2 separate regions of the Macaca mulatta genome follow, and region 1 is linked to region 2. Evidence: chromatin contacts called from public Hi-C data. All regions are on one chromosome and are shown on one strand. The core of a region is the stretch at or near the end of the contact, and the rest is flanking DNA. Distances in the headings are between cores, read along the strand shown. Region 1 holds the start of VPS35L (VPS35 endosomal protein sorting factor like). Region 2 holds the start of GDE1 (glycerophosphodiester phosphodiesterase 1).

Region 1 (4,766 bases), core at 363-2,862, 36 kb before region 2:
AGGTAAAAATGTACTGGGATGCAGAGATTAAGACAACATCTCCCTGGATTTTTTTATTGCAAACTCCAGATAAATCCGCTGAAGTCAAACGTTTCCCATGTTTTTGATAAGCTTTTTGGTCAAGCTAGCATGACTTTTTTATTTTTATTATTTTTTTGAGACAGAATCTCACTCTGTTGCCCAGGCTGGAGTGCAGTGGCACGATCTCAGTTCACTGCAACTTCCACCTCCCAGGTTCAAGCGATTCTCCTGCCTCACCCTCCCGAGTAGCTGGGATTACAGGTGCGTGCCACCACACCCAGCTAATTGTTGTGTTTTTAGTAGAGACTAGGTTTCGCCATGTTGGCCAAGCTGGTCTCGAACCCCTGACCTCAGGTGATCCGCCAGCCTCGGCCTCCCAAAGTGCTAGGATTAGAGGCGTGAGCCACCGTACCTAGCCAGCATGACTATTAACTGAAAGAAAACTCAGGCCGTGGAAGTGCTCAGAGGCATTCAATGCTGATGTAGCGTGTCAAGGAAGCAGTCTCTTAAGTGTTGGAAAAGTGAAAGGAATAAGACGAAATCAACTGTTTGTCAAGCACAAAAGCAGAAGGTTGTACCTGATTATTTCTAAGGTCTTTCATTTGCTCATTTAATCTAAGCTACTTCACATCATTTGAAGAGAAAGTAAATTATCTCGCTTTCTGAGAGATTCTCCGTCCTCAAATCCCACTATCATCACCAACACAAACTTGCTCAAGTTCTTCACTCACACACATACCACCTGCTGAACCCTGACGCTTCAGTCACTCACTCCTAGCTACTCCACACAAGGGACCTAAGGGCCTGCCAACCACGCACACGCCACGCCCTCCCCTATGGTGAACTCCTGTTCATTCTCCAAGACCCAATTTGGAGGATTAACTGTTCCTCTTTGAAGGAATAACTGCCCTAGATCCAATAACAGGAATAATTGTTCCTCTTTGAAGCCTTCCCCCAGCCCCTTGGTGGGGATAATCACTCCCTTCTTGGTGCCTCAGCCGAATGCCTTCTTTGGACATCCCCTCTACTGTGTGTCTGCTCCATTATACTGTGAGCTCCTTGAGGCCAAGGAATAAGTCTGAGGGCTGTGCTTAGGGTAGGATGAATGGCGGCCATTTTACAGATGAGAAAAGCAAGTCTCCAGGTGAACAGAGGAGCTCAGGACACTGACCAACAGCCAGGTCTCCCGACTCGTCCAGACTTAGAGCTGAGCCCACCATTACCCTCATCCAGCAACCCCAGAACCCGCGCCAACTTCTGGGGACGCGGAAGCCTGGAAACTCAAGTCTTCTTTAAGGAATGAATGGACAGGGACCCGTGGAAGGCGCAGAGAGGCAGCAGACGGGGGGAGAACCAAGAACCCGCCGGTCTGGCTTCAGACTGCTCCACTGAACCGCGGTAGCGGGCAGGGATTCTACGGTCAAGACAACTTGGGGGTGGGCGGTCGACCACCATAACCAGACAGAGAGGAATTCACACTCTCAGACCCAGGCCGACCCCATCACAACTAAAACAGCCCCTCCCAGAAGCCCACCCGCCGCTGCTTCCTTACCAAGGAAAGACCGCCATCTTCCCAGTCACATGACCGCTTGTTCTGGGGCCGTCTGCTTGGCTTCCCATCCAGACCCCGCCACGCCCCTCAACCCCGGCCGCCATGTTTGTGAAGGGCACCTGCCCCGCCCCACTAAGTCCGCACTGCACCTTCTGCGGGCGCCATGTTTGTGAGGGGCAGGCGACGCTCCGCACAGTACAGACTTCATTTTCAGCTGACGCCATGCTTGTAAGGGGCAGCTACCCACTCCGGACAGCCCAGGTTACAACTTCCGCCGGCGCCATGCTTCTGAGGAGCAGCGTCGGTCACGGCCAGCGTGCCCTAGAGTTTCTGTGAGCCATGATTGTAAAGGGCAGCTGTCTACAGTGCCGGGTGGTCCCGCCTGCGGGCGTCATGATGGTGAAGGGCTTGACTGCTGTTTAGCCCACCTGCGTCCCCTAGGGGCGGAAAGGACTCCAGAAGGCGGCGGAGCGAAGACGCAAACTGAGGTTCCGCCAGCACCTGGTTTTGCGGCTAATGCGCTGTTTGGCGTGGGTCAGCCATGCCCCCTCTAGGCCGCTGCTTTACCCACTGCTTTGCGGGCGGTTTTAGGCACTTCCAGAATGCCCTTCCCACGACTAGCAACCAAGGGCTGCCCTAGATCCAATATGATTGACTGCCAATAATGCACGGGGGGGAAATTAGGGTTCGCATTTCCTCCAACTTGGCAAAGCAGTTTCTAGGAAGGTGGATATCAATTTCGACCCCAGAACGTTTTTAAAATTATTTTAGGCCGGGAGCGGTGGCTCAGGCCTATGATCCCAGAACTTTGGGAGGCTGAGGCCGATGGGTCACCTGATGTCAGGAGTTCAGGACCAGCCTGGGCTACAAGAGCGAAACTCAGTCTCAAAAAAATTTTTTTTAAATTATTATTTTTATAACCTACTTATCCATTATGGTCCCTTAGAGAGAAAGCATTCAATGTTTTTATAACTCTTACTTTTCATTCGGGGGTGGTGGTCTGTGGTTGTTCATGGGATGGTGACCTATGACAGGGAAAAGGATCATCTCCGGAACGGGCCCTCCAGTGTTCAGCTCAGTATAGGTAGGAAAGTATTTCCAGTCGTACCTACTGTTCCCAACACTGGAAGTGAACAAGGGTTAAAGGGTGGCCAGGGGAAAGCGAGGAGCTCTTCCCATACAGCCTTGCATGTTATCACATGCAACATCTCAATAAGAGGTCAAGGTGAGGAGCCTTTTCCTAGGCTCACATTACATGATTAGGCAGTAACAAGAGGAGGATTCTTAAAGTTGTGCAAATTAACAGCCTTGATGTGAGCTTCAACCTTCGTATTCTTTTCTCCCTCTCCTTCCCTTAGCAGGCTTCTCTCTCTTAATAAGTTAAGACATTTCCAGCTTGAGTTTTACCTTCTGAAATGTCCAACTTTTAGTAGAGATGGGGTTTCACCATGTTGGCCAGGCTGGTCTCAAACTCCCGACTTCAGGTGATCCTTCCGCCTTGGCCTCCTAAAGTGTTGGGATTACAGGCGTGAGCCACTGCACCTGGCCCAGGGGATATATTAAATAATGAGATATATCTTTCATAGAACTTGTAATTGTAAAGAACGATTATATACAATATTTGTTTTGGCCAAATACTTTTCAATATCTATTTTTCTTTTTTCTTTTCTTTTTTTTTTTTTTTGGAGATAAAGCCTCACTCACACTGGAGTGCAGTGGTGCGATTATAGCTCACTGGGGCCTGTAATTCCTGGGCTCAAGTGATCCTCTTGCCTCAGCCTCCAGAGTCCCTAGGACTACAGATGTGAACCACCATGCCTGGCTAATATCTATTTCTTTTTTGTTTGGAGATGGAGTCTCGCTCTGTCTCCCAGGCTGGAGTGCAGTGGCACAATCTCAGCTCACTGTAGCCTCTGCCTCCCAGGCTCAGGCGATTCTCTTGCTTCAGCCTCCCAAGTAGCTGGAACTACAAGCATGCACCACTACGCCCAGCTAATTTTGTATTTTTAGTAGAGACGGGGTTTCACCATGTTAGCCAGGCTGGTCTCAAACTCCTGATCTCGTGATCTACCCGCCTTGGCCTCCCAAAGTGCTGGAATTACAGGCATGAGCCGCCATGCCCGGCCTATCTGTTTCTTAATAGTCCTTCCCCTGGTAAATAAAAACAATCAAACTAGATTTTCTTTAAGATGAAAGTTTATTTTGCTTTTTGCCTAGAAACAAAACTAGTGAAAATAAAAGTATAAAAATAAATACAATTTACATTAATGAACATTCCACTCAAAAATAAGCAAAAAAAAAGTATATAAATAAAAATCCATCAAAAGCACAAAATAGTGTCTGGCACTTGTATGAGAAAAAGCTATGAACACCAAAAAAATGTGTAAAACACACGTTTTTATCTTTAAATTAAAAAAACACGCAAGTTTCTCATCCTTCCTCTAAAGCTAGTTTTAACTATCTTCAAAACATACTATTTGTTTTAACTAATTTGCATTACACACACACAAAAAAAATACACAAAAACTGTTAGCATGTTTCTTACTGGAGAGACCCACAATGCTATGAATAAGCTGTATCCTGAGTTTTCAGAATGATAAAGCACAGTTTATCATATTAAGAAGACAATTTGATACTTTGCCTATAAATTTAAAAAAATTGACAACTTGGACTTTTCTTGACCATCTTCTAATTTTCTGGTTCACTCATTCAATACATGATACATCTCAATAAAGAAAATCAAGTTTACACCAGGGTGGCTTATTATTTCTGTCTATAGCTGGATGTCAAAGTTAAATTTAAAATGGCACAGAAAATTGGAGAAAACAATCTTCATCTCCGTATTCTTAAAAGGATATTAAGTATACAGGCTGCATTTTCAAAATACCAGTATCTCTTTAAAATTTAAATTAGATTAAATATACACTATCTCAATTTTATGTGAAAAGCACAAAGCCCTTTTTGGAAATGGTATGATAAATTAATAGTGACATTCTCCCTCATGAAGGCATGTTTTCTTGGTAACATTTGTTGGTTGATACTTTTTTTTTCTTTTTTTTGAGACAGAGTCTCGCTCTGGAGTGAGGTGGCACAATCTCGGCTCACTGCAACCTCTGCCTTCCAGGTTCAAGCAGTTCTCCTGTCTCAGCCTCTCAAGTAGCTGGAACTACAGGCAGGCACCACCACACCCAGC
Region 2 (4,385 bases), core at 1,312-3,811:
ATGCACACCCCGGGGAAGCCTCTCTCTCCAGCACCGTGGGAGGGAGAAGAAAAACGGCCCCCAAAATTTGATCACCACGATGGTGTTCTCCGGCTCTGGCCCTAGTTTTATTTCCCAGGAAAAAGCCCCTGCCCTCTCCCCAGCGCCCCATGCCCACCTCCTCCAGCTCCTCCGATTTAAGGCTCCAAACCGAGGGCCCTCCAGGCGGGGCCGGCATCGGAGCATCACCTCAGCGCCCGGTGCTGGCTGCCCCCGGGGTCCCGCCTCCCTACAGCCGGCGCCTTTCCACGCGGGGCTCGAGGCCCGGGAGCCCAACAGAGCCCGCCCTCAACTCCTCAGGGCGCCAATTTCGCCTCGCCAGACCACTTCTCAGCCCGGACCCGCCGAGGCTCGAGCCCCCTCCTTATGCACACACCTGATCCCCCACGGCCCCTTCAGGTCCTCTCCCCTCGCCACGGGCCTTGTCAGGAAGCGAATGGCTCAAATGGTACTGACAGAGCGCAGCTCGGTCCGCCGCCGCCTTCTCCTCCTCCTCCCCGCCATATTACAGATCTCAAGCGGCAACGCGGGCTCCTGGCAACCGCCGCCGCGGCCACCCCGACTCCACCTCTCAGGGCCGGCACTTCCGGTGGTTGCTTCCAGGGCTGTTAAAACCGTTGGGCCACCAGAACACTACAATCCCCGAGGTGCATTGCGCGCCCGCGATGGAGGACGTAATGCTTACGGACAGCACGCTGCACGCCGGGAAACGTAGTCTTCAATGCAAGCTACAGACTAGACTGTATTAATAAATGTACTTATTTAGTATAATAGGACCACCCCTCAGGGTCTGAAGCCCCCTGAAGTGTTCCTTGAGGTTGCCATTTTTTTCTTATGTGTATAAAGATAACCCCTTTCTATGTAGCCGTTATAAAACATGTAACATTCACCAAAATATTTTCTTGTAGATAAAAACGCTGAACCCACCCGGGGTGATGGCTTACGCCTATAATTCCAACATTTTGGAAGCCGAGGCGGGAGGATCGCTTGAGCCCAGGAGTTCGAGATCAGCCTGGGCAGCAAAGGGAGACGGCGGCATCTCTACAAAAATTTTAAAAATTAGCCGGGTGGGGTGGCGCTAGCCTGTGGTCCCAGCTACTTGGGAGGCTGAGGTCGGAAGATGGCTTGAGCCCAGGAGGTCGAAGCTTCAGTGAGCCGGGATTGTACCACTGCATTCCAACCTGGGCGATAGAGTGAGACTGTCTGGAAAAATAAAAAATAAAAAAGGCTGAATCCTAGTTGCCAACTGGAAGGCTTAAGACATTTATCCCCTTTTGCAAATCAGTGGGAAAATGCACTAAAGGAAAAAAGGTAACGGAAAAATCCCTGAATCTTTTTGGAAAGTTCTCTACATAAAAATGTTACCAGCCTTCCAAAATATGTCCAGGGGTCCCTTTTCATTGCCTAACTCGGCTTTACAGTCTATCTCTCTTATCCTCCTTCCAGTGCCTGTTTTTGCATATGTTAAATGGTGGGTTAAAGGTGCCTATCACAAGGGTAGTTGTGAGGCACAGTTGAGGTAACTCTTGCACAGCCCCTGGTACAAAAGCCCTTAGCAGAAGTAAGATTAGGGGGAGGAGGAGTGAAAATGTCACAAGTCACTAGGGAGGCCTTTATGTCAGTCCCCATCCTGCCATTAACTGCTTAATTCACCTATCCTCAGTTTCCTCATCTATGAAATAAGGGAATCCTTAAAACCCCTTCCAGTTTTATAATCCGATTGTGCCTTCTTTGCTAGGCTCTTCCAGTCCCCCAGAATCAGGAAAATTAAGTCGATTGAAATCAGTCTCCTGAGATAATAACTGTTAGGCTGTATTGAGAATGAGATAAGCATATAAAGTGTTTGCTCACCAAGTATCTAGGACATGGTAAGTGCTCTGTAAACGTTAGGTGTACTTGCTAACACTTTTATTTCCACCCACGAGAATGTGAGTCCCGTAAGAGCAAAAACCCTGTAGGTCCTGTTCAACTGTGTCCGGAGCACCTGGACCGGTATTTGGTACATCTTGAACTGAACTGAACTGAACTGAACTGAACGGAATTGAATTGAATTGAACTGATAGTCTAAGCATCCTGCCTCTCCAAGTTCCCTGGACTTCAGTTTCCTCCAGGGCAGATAAAGGAGTCACTAAAATCCCTCCCAGTCCTACAGCTTTAGGACGGTTCTTAGCCCTCCTTTTCTCGCCTAGGAGTCTGAAAGCCCAGGTTGAAATTCAGACCCCAGAAAACCCTAAGCCACTTTGGGTTTGGAATGTGAGCCTAGGGTCTAGGGTCTGGGGCCTGGGCCTGGGGCTGGGGCCTGGGCCCGCCCCCGTTGCCAGGGAGCGGCTCCGCCTACTAGCGCTGCGAATCCCGATCCCTGATTGGCTAGGCAGCCGACTGCCTCTCTGGATGTGTCCGCTGCCGCCATTGTGCGGCGCTGGTCCACTCAGAGGGTGCCCGCTGCTGCCGGTGCCTTGGACCCTCCCCCTCGCTTCTCGCTCTCCTGCCCCGGGAGCCCGGCGGGTCCGGGACTCCAGTCCGTGCCGGTGCGGGCGCCGGCATGTGGCTGTGGGAGGACCAGGGCGGCCTCTTGGGCCCTTTCTCCTTCCTGCTGCTGGTGCTGCTGCTGGTGACGCGAAGCCCGGTCAATGCCTGCCTCCTCACCGGCAGCCTCTTCGTTCTGCTGCGCGTCTTCAGCTTTGAGCCGGTGCCCTCTTGCAGGGTCCTGCAGGTGCTCAAGCCCCGGGACCGCATTTCTGCCATCGCCCACCGCGGCGGCAGCCACGACGCGCCCGAGAACACGCTGGCGGCCATTCGGCAGGTGAGACACCCACGCCTCGCGCCCCTCGGTCCTCCCGAGAGCTCGGACTTCTACTTTTCCTTCCCAGGGTTCCCCGATCTACTCAAGACGACCTTCCCACTTCCTCATTCGTCCACAAGGCACACTCCCGGCCCTTGATCCCTCCCACTGTCTAGGGATCTCCCGACTTCAGGTTTTATATTTACAGACGACAGCAGATATGTATATCGTTTCTGTGGGACTGACGTTGAGATTACATCCAGGAACAAGGTCAAAAGTGTCCCTGGTTTACAGAGTGTACATCGGAGTGGGGGAGGCAAGCCTTAAACAAGTAAACATGTAAATGAGATAACTTTAAGAGAGTGAAAGGTGCAATGAAGAAATCGGGGGAACTCGAGGGGAGGAGTTACGCTATTTTATTTAGATGGAGTAGTCCAGAGAAATCGTCTCCGAAGAAGCAACATTTGAACAGAAACCGGAGTTATAAGGAGCCAGGCAGACGCAGAAGGTCCTGAGATGGGAATAATATAGAGGTGTTCAGGTAACAGAAGAGGCAGTGTGTGGCCGGACTTCAAGGAACAGAACAAAGACTGGTGTGTGAATGAAGTAGGAAATGGGTCAGGTCAAATAGGGTCTTGGTCAGTAATTGAGGTTAGTCTAAATAGCTCACCCTTCACAGGACATACCTTTGCTTGTCGTCTGAGTCACGTGAGTAATTTCCTTATCACCTTTTCCCCAGACACACACATTGGCACTCGCACAAGCCTGGCAGCTGGACTCATAACAATTTTTGCCCTCTCTTTTTCATAAGGCACTCCTGAAACTTTTGGTACCTCCCAGCTCTTGGCATTCTCCTGGCTTCATAATAATGACAGCTTACAGAGAGGGCTTTTCAGTGGATTAGGTGCTTTTGCATCTGTGTAAATGTATCTGATTCTCTTCTTTTTTTTTTTTTTTTTTCTCTCTCTCTCCTTCCTTCTTTTTTTTTTTTTTTTTTTTTTTTTTTTTTTTTTTTTTTTGTGGACAGAGTTTCACTCTTTTACCCAGGCTGAAGTGCAGTGGTGCAATCTCCGTGCACTGCAACCTCTGCCTTCCGTGTTCAAGCGAGTCTCGTGCCTCAGCCTCCCGAGTAGCTGGGATTACAGGCGCCCACCACCACGCCCAGCTAATTTTTATATTTTTAGTAGAGACGGGGTTCTGCTATGTTGACCAGACTGGTCTCAAACTCCTGGCCTCAAAGTGATCCTCCCGCCTCAACCTCCTAAGGTGCTACGATTACAGACATGAGCCATCACACCTGGCCTCCCTCATTTCCTTTTTTTCGTTTTTTTTTTTTAAACGGAGTCTCACTGTCGCCCAGGCTGGAGTGCATTGGCATGACCTCAGCTCACTGCAACCTCTGTATACCAGGTTCAAGTGATTCTCCTGCCTCAGCCTCCCAAGTAGCTGGGATTACAGGTGCCTGCCACCACACCCAGCTAATTTTTGTTATTTTTAGTAGAGGGAGGGTTTCACTATGTTGGCCAGGCTGGTCTCAAATTCCTGACTTTCAGTGATCCGCCCG

Evidence for each region. Hi-C and Micro-C count contacts between places; a contact is called where the count stands out from the background.
Region 1: a contact with region 2 is called in a Hi-C map of fetal cortex germinal zone, with 2.5 times the contacts expected there. The contact joins the promoter of VPS35L here to the promoter of GDE1 in region 2. A contact is called at or near these places in 2 of 14 Hi-C or Micro-C datasets (fetal cortex germinal zone and liver).

The regions. Positions count from the first base shown.
Region 1 is chr20:19,577,636-19,582,401 of T2T-MMU8v2.0, reverse strand. VPS35L (VPS35 endosomal protein sorting factor like) reads right to left here and starts at 1,612. Exons shown (of 29, transcript XM_077986368.1): 1 at 1,574-1,612.
Region 2 is chr20:19,543,401-19,547,785 of T2T-MMU8v2.0, reverse strand. It overlaps GDE1 (glycerophosphodiester phosphodiesterase 1), which reads left to right and starts at 2,561. Exons shown (of 6, transcript NM_001260575.1): 1 at 2,561-2,842. The coding sequence starts at 2,582. It overlaps CCP110 (centriolar coiled-coil protein 110), which reads right to left and starts at 562. Exons shown (of 13, transcript XM_077986357.1): 1 at 416-562.